Regions from separate parts of the Urocitellus parryii genome. Here region 2 is linked to region 1. Evidence: chromatin contacts called from public Hi-C data. All regions are on one chromosome and are shown on one strand. The core of a region is the stretch at or near the end of the contact, and the rest is flanking DNA. Distances in the headings are between cores, read along the strand shown. Region 1 holds the start of Stambp (STAM binding protein). Region 2 holds the start of Bola3 (bolA family member 3).

Evidence for each region. A called contact is a pair of places that touch in the nucleus more often than the background predicts.
Region 2: a contact with region 1 is called in a Hi-C map of liver, with 2.8 times the contacts expected there. The contact joins the promoter of Bola3 here to the promoter of Stambp in region 1. A contact is called at or near these places in 2 of 2 Hi-C or Micro-C datasets (liver and muscle).

Annotation. Positions count from the first base shown.
Region 1 is chr12:92,841,030-92,843,729 of mUroPar1.hap1, reverse strand. It overlaps Stambp (STAM binding protein), which reads right to left and starts at 1,286. Exons shown (of 10, transcript XM_026397470.2): 1 at 1,218-1,286.
Region 2 is chr12:93,130,746-93,133,445 of mUroPar1.hap1, reverse strand. Bola3 (bolA family member 3) reads left to right here and starts at 1,425. Exons shown (of 4, transcript XM_026397402.2): 1 at 1,425-1,543. The coding sequence starts at 1,490.

The sequences.
Region 1 (2,700 bases), core at 37-2,536:
ATTTGGATCTTAAGACAACAATTTATTCATCTTCAAAAACTAAGCACTCTTTTAATAACAAAAGGGCACAAAGGTATTTTAGTAATGTGGAGAAGCATGGTTCCCAGTCTGGAAGTTTTCCTTCCCTGTGTCCCAAACTCCAATAATTCTACAATCTTTCCAGGTATTATTGCTGTTAGACTCTAGATTTCCTTGAGAGTATTTTCCATAATCTCCAAAAGTAAACTGGGTATTTGATATGCATTGAATTGTAGTATACCCTAAGCAACATGCCCTAGAATGTTCAAGCTATACAATTCATCTTGTAATTCACAGCCAGTGTCAACTGTCTCTTGTTTTTTCCATAATTGTATCTTACTCCTCCTGATTGTAATGCACCCAGGAACCTGCACATCTCTGCTTCATTTGTCTGGGCAGTTTTTCTGTTTTCTACGCCAACCCTTCCCTCAGAGTTTGTCATCTCCAGGCCAATTCTATTTCGAGGTTTCCTTAATATTCAGGTCACATTTCCTTCATTAAACGTCCCCTCTAAAACCCTTCATGACCATGAAACGCTGGGGAACTGCTAGTAATGCCAAGGCACTGCATCTTCCACAAAGCCTCTTGCAAATCTAAAACCTCCCCAAGTTGCTTCATTGGTAAACTCAGTATCCAGTCTATCAGAGCTAACGGAAACAGGATGCTCACTGCATCTCAGTACCTCTACGAGGAGGTAAATTGTGGGTGAGGTAAGGACCCCTCCCCTGCAGAGGCCACCAAGCGGCACTGGCCAGCAGGGGTTGAGCAACACTTCATAGAGGAAATATAGCATCCACAAATAAGGGGGGAGGTGGCGGGAAGAACCGGAGGGAGAAATTACAGAGGCAGCGAAAGGAAGTAGCAGGAATGAGCAGAGGGGGCGTTTACAGTAGAGAGGGATGCATCCACAACTGCTTGGGGTGCCCTTCTTGAAGGGACTCAAGCCCAATTGCCATTCCCAGGCAAAATCATCCAAGGTTGACGGGTCTTTCAAATGTAGTCGATAGGAAAGCGCTGGGCCTTGCTGGTCAGGCGCCAGCCCGCGGGGACCGGAGCCTTCAGTGGCCTCGCGCGACAAGGGCCGGGCAGAGGACACGAGGAAGGAGAAGGCTTCAGGGCCCACACTCACGGCGGCCGCTCCTTTCAGAGTTCGACAATGCTCAGAGAGCCTACCCACCACATCCCGGACCCTTCCCCACCTTTCCTCCAGGATGACACCCGGCGCTTCCGGAAACGTCACATCCGGCGTCACGCCCACTAGGGGCCGGTCAGGCAATTATACTCCTAAGGACTTAGGACCGGAGGTGGGAAGTTGGTGGGTGGGGCTATAACGTCACTGCGTAAAATGTGACCTATGAGGAGCGAGATCCATCTTGGTAAAGGAAAATAAACCCGGAAGAAAGCGGACCCAAGTTAAAGAGACCTATGGCCAAGCTGACTCTTGTTTTTAAAATCATTTTGGTTTTGAGTAGGGGTTTCCCAACAGATAGTCCCTCCGATACACTCACATAAACCTCATATTCAAGGAGGGATTGCTGATTCAAGAAACACTACAGACTTGCTAAATTGACCAGGGATTGAAACCCAGGACGGGAAAATTTTTTAATTTATTTTTCAGTTTTTTTTGTGTTATTTTCTGCGCAAGATTTGTCGCCTGAGATATTAGGAAATAAATTTTGTTGCTCGAAAGAGAAAGTAGGACTACGTAAGAATACCTATAAAATGTGTTGAAAGTGTTTAATCTTTAAAAGTTATGGTGCAACAGCACCATAAAAAAAGTTTGCACAGACCTGTATGATATGTATGATAAAATATCAGTGTCTGAAAACAAGACAAGCTGGTTAAATACTCAAGTGCAAATAGAGAGGCAAATTCTACATGTAGGTATACATATACACCTTCTTTCCAATAAAGTTCTGCAGGCTTGCTACAGCACCATTCTATCTTACGGGACTTTATATATCACCAGTCTGAAAATTTATGCTTTGGTTTTAGAGTTTTACTCTCTGGGAAAATTTTATTAAAATTTATTTGGGAGCTCCCTGGGAGCTTGTTAACCTCTTTGTCACAACCTCTTTGAGCTTAAAGACCCAGTTCAGGTGTTACCACCTCCAGATGTCTTCTTTCTGCCAAACCTCATTGTGGTGTATCTCTTGGGATTTCCTAAGGTGGCTGTATGGTCATTGAGTTTTATTTTTCCTATATTTTATTTTAATGTGGCGCTGAGGATTGAACCCAGTGCCTCACACATGCCAGGCGAGTGCTCTACCTCTGATCCACAACCCCAGCCCTGGTCATTGACTTTTAAGACTACTGAAAACACATTGTAGGTCATCCTTCCACCCCCAATAAATATTAACATACATGCCAATGCTAGGGTTCACTATTTAACTCATGGATCCTTTGCAGAAAAAATTGGGAAGACAGTTGTACAGGGCACATAGTAGAGAGTACCTAAGGTAAACTGTTCCCCAAACTACTTCTCTGTTAACTCTTTTCCCTCAGAATCTGAGTGTAGTGATTTAGGCCTAAAGAAATTGAGACATTAGAGATAATGGTCAAACAGAAGGCATAGAGCATGAGTCAGGTCCTGTCAGGAGCCAATACAGGACAAATTCCAATCCATTCCACCTCTTGGTAAATGCTGATGGAACATCCATGTGGCTGGTTCTAGGTGTTATG
Region 2 (2,700 bases), core at 176-2,675, 290 kb before region 1:
AGCACAAACATCTGTCTCCTCTTAGCTCTGCTTTCTTCTGTGTCTGCTTTATTTGTAAAATAGTTCTGCCCAGATGGTTGCCCGCAAGCAGCTCCAGGCTTTCTATCAGCTTAGCTAACCCATTTGAAAAGAGCATTTCTTTAGTTCTAAGTAAGGTCACCTCACATTGGTCTGGTTCAGATCATGTGATCAACCCTAAGCCAATCCCCATCTAGTTATCCTGAGTTGGATCTTGTGTTCACTCCTAGAGCTGGAATTGGATGGGCCTCATCTGAACATGTGGTTTGAATAACAGTGGTTCACCACTACATTGCTTGAAAAAGTTGTTTTGACAGTTTTAAAGTATCATTGACATCAATGAAGAAAATTGAAAAATTAACAAATTATCCCCAATCATACTAACCATAACTTTTTAGGAACCAAGCAGAAAGTGTGTCCACTAACAGTAGCCCAAAGGAGAAATGATGAGGGCTGGTACATAGGAGTCACTCAATATCAGAATGAATGAGTATATTTATAAAGAGCAAATATTGGTCCAATCCATACAGGTACAACACTAGAGATATTGATTATATAGGCCAGAGTGCAGTGGTAGAAAAGCTGATGAATCCTTCAGGGCAGCACTGATCACATGCTGCAATTACAGCTCCGGAAAGGACTTGGTTGTATTTTGGCTTTGACTTGTCTGACAGTGCTCCATATCCAGGCAGGCTTGCTGACCCATTGCCTCAGCTTACAGGACTCCTATGGTGTGTGGGTCCAACCTGTGCCTCTGCTGGGCAGTGTCTAGCAGCATCTTAAACCCAGACCTTTCCTACCTCATCCGCAATATCAAGTCAGACTATTTATTCCACTCACCTCCCAAATGTCTCAGTTCACTCCACCCATCCCTCTTGCCACATTATTAGTGGCAGGCCCCTCATTTCTCACCTGGACACTGCAGTAGCCTGGGACCTTCTGTCCTTGTCTCCAATTTCAGCCCCTTACATTCCACCCTTCCTCACAGAAGCCAAGGTGATCTTTCTAAAATGCAAATCAGAAAATGCGTCCCTTGTTTACATCCTTCCATGAGAGAGATCCTGGAGAGAAACCCGAGCTCCTCAGGTCAGAAGCCTGCCCGGCTGCAGCGATGGGGAGCGGGATAGGATAAGTTCCACCAGGGCACCACGGTGAGGAAAGGACGTACCGCGCTCCCAGAGCTGGTGTTGCTGGCTGCGGAGGAAGGGGATTTTGACCTGGCCAAGCCTCTGTCTTGGACCAGGACAGCAGAGGCCAGAGGAGCGCGGTGCTGGCGAGACAGAATCGGGGCCCGAGCTGGGCGGGCGCCGAAGTTCTGGGCACCGACTCCCCGCGGCCGGGGCGGGGTCGGGCAGACTCGCGGCCTCCGGGCGGCAGGGGGCAGCCTCGCCCACAGCGACAGGTTTCGGCCCTGGCTCTGCATCTCTCGGGAGGAACGGCGATCTCGGGCTGCGGGCCGCGGCAGCCGGGCATGGCCGCGTGGAGCCCCGCCGCGGCAGCGCCTCTGCTCCGCGGGAGCCGCGGGGTGAGCGGGCCGGGTCGGGGCTGTTCTCCCCGGGCGGAGCTTCGGGGGGACATGGCCGGCCGCCGTCGGGGCTCTAAGAAGGGCTCCCGGGGGCGCGGGCAGTGCCGGAGGCTGAGCTCTCTTTCTCTCATTTTGTTCGTTCATCCGTTCACTCCACGGCCATGGGCGCGCGGAGGAGTGTGAGGCCCTGCCTGGCGCGATCTGCTGCAGCTTCGGCACTGGGTGGAGGTCGGAGTTCAGGGGGACGGACACATAAACAGTTGTGTACACCCGGAAGAGAAATGTTGATTCGCGAAGCGGAGGGCAGTTGCCTCGTCCGGGACCCAGGCGTGGGTGCCAGGCGCTGCGAAGAAGGGTGGTCTGGGCCCTGGGAACTTCGGCCGAGCCTCTGACCTTGACCCTCCAAACTCCGCAGCCCCGGGCAGAAAGCCCTGTAGAGGGCACTCCACTCGTGCCCTTCCAATCCTTTCTGCCCCTTCTTGACTATCTACTTCTCTTCCCTTTGGGATTGATCCTGCCTCCCTGGTGCATGCAGAGGTGTTCTACCAGCCGGCTACTGTCAGCTTGGGTAGTGGTCCACTGGGGACTTCGTCAGTCCTTTTAAGGCGTTGCCCACAGGTGTGCTAAGGTGATAGATGGCTTCTTCCCAAGGATTCTGCAGCGCTAACCACCCTCTTCCACTTACTGGTTGCCCATTCTGCTTGCCATCTGGTTACCCTCTGCCTTTCCCTCCACCAATATTCTGTCTCCCAAAGCACCTCCACCCCTGCCCCTGCAATCTCACCCAACCTCAAACATCCACTTTTTGCTTTCTCCACATAGCACACAGACCTAATTCCAGATTCTTCTCCCGACCTGCATTTCAACTGCCTGCCAGACTTTCTTTGCCTGTGCCCAGTGGGCATTGCCCCTAATCTGCTCAAAATATCCATCAGGGCTTCTGAGAACCAGCACCGGGCTTCACTGCAGGCTGCTATTTCAGGACAGTTGCTTTCTTGGCCTTTAAGAGCAATTGGTGAGAGAGTCCCATTTGCACAGCTGAGATTCTATGACAGGACCCCCTACTCTAGGCCATCAGGAAAGGACGGTGAAGAAGTGGCACCTTCAGCACCAGCACTTGCTAATAATCCTGGGGTTTTGCCTGCCTTCCACAGCCA